Linked DNA regions of Pan troglodytes: region 2 is linked to region 1. Evidence: chromatin contacts called from public HiChIP or PLAC-seq data. All regions are on one chromosome and are shown on one strand. Each heading gives the region's core, a stretch centred on a gene start, on an enhancer-like site or on the middle of the called end of the contact. The rest is flanking DNA. Distances are from core to core; before and after follow the strand shown. Region 1 holds the start of ARL6IP4 (ADP ribosylation factor like GTPase 6 interacting protein 4). Region 2 holds the start of PITPNM2 (phosphatidylinositol transfer protein membrane associated 2).

What was found. HiChIP or PLAC-seq counts read pairs in DNA pulled down with a chosen protein or histone mark.
Region 2: a contact with region 1 is called in an H3K4me3 HiChIP or PLAC-seq map of stem cell-derived excitatory neurons, with 10 times the contacts expected there. The contact joins the promoter of PITPNM2 here to the promoter of ARL6IP4 in region 1. A contact is called at or near these places in 1 of 7 Hi-C or Micro-C datasets (stem cell-derived neural progenitor cells) and 1 of 1 datasets of contacts at active chromatin or transcription factors (stem cell-derived excitatory neurons).

Annotation. Positions count from the first base shown.
Region 1 is chr10:129,822,268-129,827,974 of NHGRI_mPanTro3-v2.0_pri, reverse strand. ARL6IP4 (ADP ribosylation factor like GTPase 6 interacting protein 4) reads right to left here and starts at 3,957. Exons shown (of 6, transcript XM_009426495.4): 1 at 3,336-3,957; 2 at 2,815-2,952; 3 at 2,202-2,510; 4 at 2,007-2,124; 5 at 1,544-1,613; 6 at 1,173-1,462. The coding sequence starts at 3,876. The coding sequence ends at 1,406. It overlaps OGFOD2 (2-oxoglutarate and iron dependent oxygenase domain containing 2), which reads right to left. Exons shown (of 8, transcript XM_063785224.1): 6 at 5,511-5,638; 7 at 5,070-5,327; 8 at 4,039-4,997. The coding sequence ends at 4,734. PITPNM2 (phosphatidylinositol transfer protein membrane associated 2) reads left to right here. Exons shown (of 25, transcript XM_054663755.2): 25 at 1-602.
Region 2 is chr10:129,988,489-129,994,025 of NHGRI_mPanTro3-v2.0_pri, reverse strand. It overlaps PITPNM2 (phosphatidylinositol transfer protein membrane associated 2), which reads left to right and starts at 2,091. Exons shown (of 25, transcript XM_054663755.2): 1 at 2,091-2,467.

The DNA of each region.
Region 1 (5,707 bases), core at 2,708-5,207:
CCAGCGGCCCTCAGCCATAGATGGCAAGGTGGGCAGCCTGCCCCGCCATGGGAAGTCTCTTCTGTATCCAGGTCTGCTTTCCACCTCCCTTCAGATTCCTTTTGGCACATTCTCCTCTTGAGGAAGTACCAGTCTTTCTGAAACTAAGAGAGGGAGGGCAGCGTCCTTTAAAAATACCAAAAATGTTTACAGAGTTGGGTGCTGAGCTGCAGGGCTCAGGCCTGACCAGTCATAACCAAAGGGTGAGGCAGGCCTTGCTGACTGCCACCCCCCAGGCCTGTTAGAATAGAAGCCTTAGTCCCACTCCCACCACACCCCCACGCCCCACCACCTGCCTTCTCTTTGATTTCTAAAGAGGGATTCAGCAGAGACCCCCCACCCCTCCCTGGCTCGGTCTGAGTCCCACTGCCCACCCCATCACAGCCTTCACGTCTCAGCCCCTCCCGTCTGGTCTGTCCGTGTGCCGTCTGTTTCTCTGGGCCATGTGTGAGCAGTGTCCCCATCTCCCCATCCGTCCCTGCTGTCCCCGCATCATTGGGCCTGAGTGTGCTCTGTATACAACGTCATGTCTGTTACACCAATTAAAGAAGCAGGAAGGCTTCCTCCTGGATCTCTTTACTGCAGTGGCGACCGTGGGGCATGGTGGGATGGAGGCATGGAACAGTAATGCTAGTGACACTCACAGTGACGCCAACACATGAGTGTGGGGCTGACTCTAGGCCTAGCCTGCTTCTAGCTCCTTCCTGGGATGGAACTCAGTTTGCCCTCACAGACCCCAGTGAAGCGGGTGCTGTGAGCCTCCCTGCCTCAGAGTGGAAGACACAGCTGGGCGGTGAGAGCCAGACCTGCCACACAGGCCACCCAGCCCCAGCACCTGGCTCTGCACTCTTGCGATCTGTGGAATGAACATGGCAGGGGAAGCCGACTCTCTCCATGCCTGAGTGCATGGCATTTCAGAGCCAGCTCTCTGGGTTTGGGGTTCAGCTGGCATGAGGTCTGGTCCAGGCAGGCTGACCTGAAGAGGAGGGCACAGGCGCTGGTGTGGCCTGTACTCACTACCACCAGAGGACACCCCAGCTTTGCCCAAAAGCTTCCGGAGCCCTTGTTTTTCCCTGGCAGTCATGTAGCACCCTTCCCTCCCCCTCAGCACAAAAAGCCACAGAACAGAGAAAGTCTATCCAGGGGGCCTTTAATAGCTGAGAAGTGCTGCTCTTTCAGATGGGGGTGCCAAGCAGGCCGGTGACCCCAACCTCCACCCCCTGCCCCTAAGAAGAGACTGGGCTGGGCCAGAGACCAATCCATGGGGGAAAGGCCACCAGCACCCATCAGGCTTCCCACTGGCACCCTGAAACCTGCCCAGGCTGGGCCGCCAGCGCCGTCCACAGGCCTTGGCCAGCGGGGGCCCTCAGGGAAGCAACCCAGCTCGCATCTGGAAGGCCAGGCCGTCCCCTCGGGTGGCTTGCTGGGGAAGAAAGCACACAGGAGGAGGGGTACATCACAAACAGAGCTGGGGGCAGATGGCAGGCAGAGGGGCCACACCCACCTTGTTGATCTCTCTGTGTCGTTCTTTGGTTACGATTTCCTCTAGGACCTCGCCATCTCCCTTAATAAGCCTGGGGGTGGGAGGGTCTCCGTTCAGCAAGGAATAGGCAGGTCCCCTAATGCCAGAGGAGCAGAACCACAAGCAGCCGGCAGAGGGGTCCCAGGGCTCCCGCCCCGCAGCCTTGAGTGGACAGACCCTGGGGCCTCACCCACTCTCCCTGATGAAGGCAGTGGAGCTGGGCTCTGCCTTGCCAGCCTCAGCCCCGCCAACAACAGCCCTTTCAAGAGCCTCCTCCAGGCCCTTCCACCCCTGCAACTACTTACTCCAAGTGACCTTATTTTTGCCCACATTTGGCCTTTTTCAGGCACCAGGAACCCCGCCCGGCCCCACTCCTCCCGAGAGCACACATCTTCAGCCAACACTCCCAGATCCTGTGGTGTAAGTCAGGCCGAAAGCTCCCCACCTGGTGCGCCCCGTCTCGGGGTCCACCACCTTGCGGATGATGCTCTGCCGGGCATCCCACTCCTCCTTGGTCATGGGCTTCATGGCCTGGATTCGGGACTTCTGCTCATCCGTCAGGACTGGAAGGGAAGACGGAGGTGGTGGCCAGGCCTTGGGAAGCGACCTTCTCCCCCCCAGGTGCTGGGCAGCACAATACCTGGGCCATCCTCTTCCTCCCCAGCTGATCGGTGCCACTGGTCCAGCGAGGGGCCCGGCAGAGCCTCCACCTGCTGTGCTTCCGCCTTCTCCTTGCTCTTCTTCTTCAGCTTCTTCCTCTTCTTCTTCTTCTTCCTCCTCTTGTCCTTGTACTTCCCCCGCTTCTTCCGGCCATCACTGGAGGAAGAGGAGGAGGACGAGGAGGAAGAAGAGGAGCTAGGAGAACTGGAAGAAGAGGAGGAGGAGCTGGATCTTGGTCTCCTCCGGGCCTTCTGCTTGCTTCTCTCTGTGATGCAGGGAGAAGGTGAGGCTGGAAGGCCAGGAGAGGAAGAGGTAAACCTTCGTCCCCTGCTCTGGCCTGGGGCAGGCACAGACCGTCTACAGGGTGAGCGCTTCCTGAGGAGCTTTCCAGAACAGAGATGGAGCTTCCCAGAAGAGCCCCTTCCTGGCTCCTGCGGCGCCTGGCCCTCACATCTCAGGCCCGGCTGCACAGAGGCATGACTGAGCGTCCCCGACCACTGCTCGCCCGACTTCCCCGGGGAGTAACTGCGCCTCCTCTCCCCGATGCCTGTGGTCCTCACCCTCCGCCCCAGGGGCCGTGCTGGCCTTGCGACCTTGGGATGTGGAGGCCGAGCAGTTCCTCGAGGCGTCCTTCCTGCTCTTCTTCTTTCTCTTTTCCGACCCCCGTCCCCGGGACCGGCTGCGACTCCTCGAGCGCTTGCGGGAGCCGACGTGAGCCATGGCGCCGCGGGCTGGCGACGGAGAAGACGCGCTTGAGCCGAAGCCCCCAAGGCCGGCCGCGGGCGGGCTCCAAGGGTGGCTCTAGCGGGGCCGGGGCCTGGCGACGCCCAGTACCCGTCACCGTCCCGGGAAAATGAGCGACCCTCACCCACCCCCAGCGCTGGGGACCCCGGTTTTCTCCGCCGACTCCAGTCCCCGCAGCGGTGCCTGTTAAGGGCCCGCCCCCTGCCCGGAGGCCCCACGCCTGCGCACCCGGCTCCAAACCCCTGGGAACTGGCCGCCGTCCGCCGCGAGTGGCGTCTGGGGCGCTTTCCCGCGCTCTCCTACCCTCCAGCCCCGCGCCCTTCGCGGCCTCAACGCCTCAAGGGGGCCCCCGGGGCTGCTCCGTTCCCACCTCGACCGCCCTGCGGGCCGGACAGCCCGCCCCGCGCCTTCTCGAGAGGAAGCGGCGGCGAGGAGGCTTCCGGCCGGGGCGCTGCGCGGGAGGCTGTCCGGCTGGGAAGCGCGGCGCCGCTGCCTTTCGTTCTGACGCCCCAGGTTCCGTCCCGGGCGCGCCCACCTCCCGCAGAGGCAAGCAGGGGCGCCGGCCCTCGAGCTCCGCAGCCCCTCACGCCTGTGTCTGCCGAAGCTGCGCCCGCTTCCAAGGCTGCCCTCTCGGCGCACGCCCGCAGCACCCACGCCCCCGGTGCCCTGGGAAGAAGGCGACCCTCGCGCGCGCCGCCCTCCTTCCCGGCTGGTCCTGCCCTCTCCATACGACTGCGAGCTCCAGACTGAGGCGCCCTGGTCTTTCCGACGCGCCCACCCAGTGACTCAGAGGTCGCAAACTCGTGTCCGTAGGGGCCAGAAAGATCTTGGCAGTGAGCGCGGGCATGGACCCCAGGCCCATCCGGAAGGAAGCCGGGATTCTGCTCCAGCTGATCCGTGCAACGTGGCATGGGGCTGGTGCCCCACCTTCCCAGGGAGACCAAACTCAAGACTGCAATATGGAAGCCCCCTGACTTTCAAATGTGTAACCCAAAGCGTGGCTGTGCGCTTCATCCAATCTCGGGCCCCCAAGTTGCAACTCTTCCACAATGACAGCCGCAAACACAAAGGGATCTTGGAAAGCACTTTATATACGTCAGCGCATTTGACTCCCAAAACAGCTCTAGGAGGCAGGTGCTAAATGAGGAAACGAAGGCACCAAAAGGTGAAGGCTCACCTAAAGCCACACAGCTGGAAGTGGCAGAAGCAGAATGGGAACCCGGGCAGCCTGGTTCCCGGCCCTGCCATTCACCCCTCTGCCATCTAGAAGATGCTACTGGTGGCCCACCCGAGTCCACTGGGGGTGATGCCTGCTGCTGAGGGTTCACATCTGTGCTCTCTGGAGGCTTCCCTTGGCTACTGGAAGGCACCCTGCCCTGGAGATAAGTGTCTGGGAAGTTATTCACTCCTCTCTGGCCCCCTCATCCAGGAGCCAGTAACCGGTGGTGTGGGCACACTGTGGTACTGTGGGCTCTGCCTGGAGCTCTCCGTGGGGCCAGCTGAGGCTGGACGTCCTCTGAAGCCACTTCCTTGCCCAGCTGCTCCCTCCCCTCCCCTGCTTCCCTGACTCCCTCGCTGAAGCCCCATTCCAGACTCTGCTTCTGACAAACCTGAACTAAGGCAGCATCTTTGCCCATAGAATGACCCAGAAGCTGGCACACCCTTGAGCCAAGAAGTGCAGTAGGCTGCGGGGATTTTATTTCTGCCCCCAGACCAAGGCAACGGAGCCCTCACCTGCCTGCCACCCCCACACTGGGCCCAAGCAAGCTCAGGTGAGCGCACATACATCCACCGTGGCGGGCTCCTCTCGGGTGAAGCCATCACCGAAGCCCTCATCGTCCACCAGGTCGGGCTCACGGCAGCACATGGGACAGAGGCTGTTGCGCACAGCAGAGGCTCGGAGCCAGACGACAAGGTTCCAACGCTCACCAGTGCCCAAGGGCCGGGCTCCATGCAGCTGGCCGCCACGGTGGAGGACACCCTGGCCCACCACGTGCTCCACCTCCAGGGGCTCCGTCAGGGCTGTGGGTGCCTGCAGATGGCACGACTCAGGCCTGGGCACTCACAGCTGCCCCAGGCCCTGCCGCATGGGTCACACACTCACCTGGAAGAGGCCCCCAAAATACAGGGCGCCCCCCGTGAAGACCTTGCCCAAGGCCACATTGAGGGTAAGCTCAGCATTATCATAGTGGCAGCCCAGCTCCAGGTCCTGGCCCGGCGCGTATTTGACCACAAAGGCCCGGTGGCTGTCGAGCCGGCCCCCGCCACAGTCAGGGTACAGCAGGGCCATCAGCGGCTGCAGGAAGCGCTCCCGCAGTGGTGTCATCAGCGGCTCGTCCAGCCCGAGCTCGTGCAGCAGCACCTGGGAGGGGATTCCTGGGGTCAGCAAGGAAACTAGAGGGCTGCAACCCTGGGCTTCCACTCCACGGTGATCCCACTGTGACCTTCTTTCGCAGCCCGGGCAGGCAGCCCATCTGCAGAACCTCTGACACTGCCTCCTGACCCCAGCCACCCCCTCCTCTGCCACGGGCCAGGCCTCACCCACCCCGTAGTTGTTCATGGTGTTGGGCCTCCCCTTAGGCATGTCCGACTGCTCGAAGTGCTCCAGCTCTTCCAGCAGGGCCTGGCAGAAGGGCGCTGTGAACACAGGCACCCGGTAGATGCGCTTCTCCTCTGTGGAAGGAGGGATGGTCTGTTGGCCTGAATGTGGCCGTGGGCCTGCCAGGCCTGGGCTTCAGTCTT
Region 2 (5,537 bases), core at 842-3,341, 170 kb before region 1:
CAGTATCCTCCAAATAATTGCCCCTTCAAATGTTTCATCTAAAGGTGACAGCTTGTGGGCAGAACCATGCACAGGAAGTGCCTGCCAGTGAGTGTTAGGAGATGTAGGTGGAGTCTGTGATAGCCAACCAAAAGCTATCCCCTTCTCGCCCAGAAAAGCCACGTGCTTTGCTGGACGCTACTTGAAATCTGAACATATGTAGTAAAATTAGACACTTTTGTCACTTTAATTTTTAGATTATCTCAAGTTTTCACTAGATTTCAATGTGCCACTTGTGCTATGAGTCTTTAAGAAGCTTTAAAAAATAAATGCACACCTGTAGCCTTTTACCATTCAGACAGGTAGATTATATTTACCTGTCATGAGGGACCATGTATGGTTGACAGTTGCAGGTTTGATTAAATCCACTATATTGCACAAATTTTGCTGGAAATAATTTCCTGCCCTGCCAAGAGCTCTATGGTAGTTTGATAATAAACTACTACCCCAGTATTCTTAGGAACTGTGTTACTAAGTCTTTTCTGCCTGATTTGTACTTTATTTCCATAGACCCCTCAGATATGTGAGGAATCAAGCCATAAATGTGCATTTGCTGGACATTATGTACCATGTCATCTCTATGACTACAGATTTCAAGGATAGTTTTTACATCTAACAATTTCACTGTAACAGTGACCGATAATGTGAAAAATGTGCTTTATACAGTGCTGCTGGTGGGTAGACAAGTGCTTGCTGCAGTTGTTTCTGAATCTAGCCAGATGCTGGAGTCGTGAAGCTGTAAGCTCCGCGGGAGCAGGGACCATCTCTCTTTCTTGCACTACAGGCACTCAATAAATACTCGTGGCTGTGAACTGGCGTGTGGCCTTTGTGTGTTTATTTCCGCTAGCTGGCTGCAGGAGCGGGTTGTTGGTGATTTTAAGTCCCAGGCATAGAGAAGTCCTTGAGTTATGGGTTAAGGGGCGTCCATCCAGGAGCACAGTTCCCGTTGGGACTCTGTGGGTTCGGCAGATCTTTCTGGATGGATCCTAGGGCACCTCTTGGTGGAGGGAAGGAGCTGAAGCGTTCTAGGTGATGATGGTACGCCTTGGTCCTCCTCTGCGTGGTCATGGTCAGGGGCACCTGGAGGCGAGTCGGGAACGATGGCCTTCCTGGCCCGTTCAGTTGGGTTCTGCCGTGACCCCAGGAGGTGAGCAGCTGTCAGGGGCTCGGCCTCCCCGGCTTCATCTGGAGTCATCTAGGCCGCCTTAATTTTAGCTTGTCCTCTCCCCTCCAGGGGAGCACCGCCGTCTCCTCAGCCTTATAAGGTGACAAGTAGGGATGGGTCACACATCACTAAGTTTTAGGTGTGCCCTCTTTAGTTCCATGACTTCAGATTTTGCCAAACAAGTCCACCCTGGCTCAACCTAACAAACACCTCATGTTTTTAAGGAATGTCACCAGGCGCTCCCCCACCGGGGGCTCTTCCCATTGGAGAGCCCTGTCGTGCCAGATCATCCGGATTAAACTGTTCGTGATCCTCTTCCAGTTACTCCCTGAGGTGGGGACCGGGACGGCTGCGCTCCCGGCTCTGCCGTTCCCTGGGCCGCGGCCCGGGCGTCCTGAGGGGAGAGCGCGGACCCACCGTGTGGCGAGCACCGCGCCCGGGGCTGGGCTTCGGTGAGCTGCCCGCTGCGCTCTGCCCTCCCTGGTTTACCATTTCTCTCCTAAGAAACTTCATTTTTTAAAATGAGGCTGTTTTGAGAGTCACAGTGGCCGCAAGTCGGCCGGTTCCCGCCCCCGAGTGCGCTCGGCTGCTGCGGACGGTGGGCGAGGAGCCCGGGGCGGGGATCCGCGCCGCCGCCCCCGAGTCCAGTCCCGGGCCCTGAGGACACGGGCGAGCCGGGGAGGAGCGGGGTCGCCGCGGCAGGGCTGAGGAACCAGGCGGGCTGCCCAAGTCGGAGAGGTTTCTTCCGGCGGAGGCGGCGGGGCCGGGCCGACACTCCGCAGGGACGCGCCCCCGCCGCCGCCGCCGCCGCCGCCGCTCCCCCGCGCGGCCTGAGGAGGCGCCGCCGCCACTGAGGGAATGCGAGCCCGGCCCGGCGCGCGCGGGCAGCAGCGGCCGCTGGGGTGCGCGGGGCACCGCGGCGCCGCGGCGTAGAGCTGTCCAGCCGGCCCCGGCCGCCCGCCCGGCGCTTCCTTCTCAGCTCGCGGCCGCCTCAGCGAGAGCCGCCCGCCAGCACGTGCGCCGCCGCCGCCGCCCGCCTGCGACGCTCGGGAGCAATGCCCGCCGGGGCTCTGCCGCTCGCCCGGGGCCAGCAGGCGGCGGGGGCGCGCGGGGCGCAGCCGGCCGGGCCGGGGCCGCGGGGCGGGCGCTCCCCGTGAGGCGGCGTGAGGTGGCGGCGGCCCAGCCGGGGCCCCGAAGAGGACAGAACCCGCGGCCGCGCCGAGCGGGGTGAGTGCGTCCGGGCGGCCGCTCCGCAGGCCCGCGGTGAGTCCCGCAGTGCCGGGCGCTGGCCGGGGACCTGGGGATCTGGGCGGCGGCTCCCAGAGAGGCCCCGGCCCGCCCGCCCGCCCGCCCGCCGAGCCGCGGGGGCTGGAGGAGGGAGCGGAGACCCGGGCAGGGAGGAGGGTGTGGCGTGCGGGAACCCCGCTCGGGAGACCGCCCGAGCCTGGCCTCAGTGAGTCGCCGGCCCTGGATCCGTGCCCGAAACGCTGATTTCCGAATTTCCGTCGGTCGCGACCGCGTGGGGGACCCCCGCCAGGGACAAGTGTCATAGCGGTCGGGGGGCAGGCGTGGGCAGTGCCGGTGCCAGGGCGAGGAAGGGGCTATCGGGAGGAAGCGGAGGTGAGCCCCCGGCCCGCCTTCTCTGCTTCCCGCCTCCAGCTGACCGTCCCCAGGCCCGGGCCGTGGCCTCTGCTTGTCGGGGGCCCAGGGTTGGGGTGTGGCCCGTCTCCATCCTCAGTGCCCCCTTCGTGTGGTAATGGGGTGCCGGCTCTGTCTTCTTCCAACCCCGAATCCTTTCTTATCCGTGGCAGGGCTGATCGGGGGGCCTTGGGGAGAGGGAAAGTTCAGTGTCCCCCGCCCCAGTGTGCACTGTCTCCCCGCAAGAAATCCCAAACGGCCACTCCAGGTGAACATAGTGCGCGCGGTGCAAATGTCATTTCAAGGCAAGTCCTCCAGGCTTGTCCCCTTTCCACCGACTTGCTCCTGCAGAGACATCCTGCACTCCTCTCCCTCCCTCTGAAGTGTGGGCTGGGTGCCTCTCCAAACACCCCGGCCTACCTGCCTCCCCCACCCAGAGTCTGGATTCTTCAAAGGAGACCTCACTGGAACATCTGTCTTTGTCCACAACCAGCTCTCTCCCCGGCCCCCATCTGGGAGTGACCAGAGCTGCTAGGATAGACCCCCCACTTCTGGAGGGAAGGCAGTAAGTGCTCCCCTTCATCTGAATCTCCCCTAACATCCATCCCCCAGACTCCTCTCTGCTCTGAACTCCCACTGCCTGCTATCTGTATCTCCTGTGTAACTCTTATCACCGTCTGCCTTATTTTATAGTTACTTTTCCATCTGCCTTATCTCCCCTGCTGGACGGTGAGCTCCCGGGCTGGAGTTGATTCATCTCTGGTCCCCTGCCCTGGTCAGTACCCTGCGTGCAGTCAGTGTCTCCGTGGAGCAGAAGGCCCCTCCAACGCTTGCCTCTGGGACCGTAGCTTGTCTGATTCCTGGACTGTTGCTGTTAAATTATTTTCCTTCCATGAAGAGACTGTATTCTGTGGTTGGAATGGACTTCCAGCCCTCTCCCACTGCAGAGAGAAACACAATGAGTTAGGAAGGGCTGTTTTTCTTGTAAGGAGTGGCTTGCCAAGTGAACAGGACAGTACATCCTCTGCCCTGAAGATGGCCAGGCAAAGACTCCAGATTCTCTGGGTAGTGAGTGTTGAATGGGCCATTCTCTCTCCTGGTCTTCCCCAGCTGCTCAGGCGTGGGAGGCAGCAGGGGAGAGAAGTGGACTGCGGGAGTCGAGAGACTGGGGTTCCAGGCCTGGCTTTTCCCATAACTTGCTACAGGAGCTTAACTAAGTCACTTGGTTTCTCTTGGTTTTGGTTGCACCTTATGGAATCTGAAAGAATTCCTCTGCGTATCTAAGGCCCCCTGGGATCTGGGTCCTGTCTACCTTTTCTGCCTCCACTCCTACCATTTCATTCATACCCTAAGCTGCAGTCGTCTCAGGCTACCTAGAGGCTTTCAAAGGCATGGTGCTCCCATGCCCTCCCTCTCCCCAGGTGCCTTCAACTCTTCACTGGTTGAGACCCAGTCTTGGCCTTCGCAGGTGGAATTGGTCCCTCTTCTGATTTTCGAACCACCCTAGTCTGATTTGCTTGCCACACAGAATGGCCCTTATCTGTTTACACGTGCCCCCCACTAGACTGTGAGCTCCTGGGCGGTTAGTGCTGTATCACGTTTCTCTGCATCCCCAATGCTTTGCTGCACAGTAAGGTACTTAGGAAAATAGTGAGAGGGTTGGCCTAGATCACCACTGAGAGCCCTTCTTGTCCAGAGTCGATTGCTTATACATTCTCTGTTATGGGGACCCATTGCCTTCCTCCGTGTCTAGAGGCCTGTTTTAACACCAAGCAGATAGATGCTCTCCTAACCAGCCCATCTAGTTAAAGTCTTTCCAACTTGGTCTTCGAGAAGACCAGTCATAGAGGATGTGCAGTTATCTGTAGAGATTAGCAGAGGAAACGTCTGGTACTTTGAGATCACTGCCTTGCTGTTTTTGGAAAAAATGCCGGGGCCGTGTGCTCTTTAATGTAAGCGTAGTGGTATTGCTCCAGTGTCTTTGGCCATGGGCAGGAGGAGCCACTGCTTATGACCGCAGAGTCAATCCAAAATGAGCCATTGTACGCCAGTTCTCAACTTCGCTTAGATGAGATCAATCCCTTTGCAGATAGTCACCCTGAAAGCTGCTTAACAGGACTCCCTGCCTCCAAACACAGATGCGGCTAAGTGGTCTTTGCACAGCTTCTCTGTAGGTCATTTGGTTGATGTTTATTAAGCTTTTACTGGTACCCTGGAATGTTATCAAAGAGAGCCATGGCAAATCCTCATCTGGTTTACTCTAAAACCATAATCTGAGGCATTTTCCCCTTTTCTAAAGGCTTTTTACAGTGACCCATATTAAAATTTTCTTTTAGAATTTAGGGCCAGGCAAACTTTGACTTCCCGCAGGAAACTAGGTTGCTTTCTCCTTTGATAATGAAAAGGAAAGTGGGGAAGGAAAACACGTTTTGTTTGTATACTATGCACCATGCAGTGTGTGCTTGGGCCTCCCTGACACACTGTGCAGGGTAGGTTGTATTCTTCCCCTTTTTCCCAGAGAAAGAAGTTAAGACACACAGAGAGGTCAACTAACTTGCCCAAGTTTCCCTGGATTTGCACTCAGTTCTGCTTCTTTGCCACACTATGTGTGGCTCTTTCTATACCACACTGTCTTTCCAACTGATTATGTTTCTCCTCTTCTCCTTGGCTTCCAGGCTGCTCAGCACACAATGTG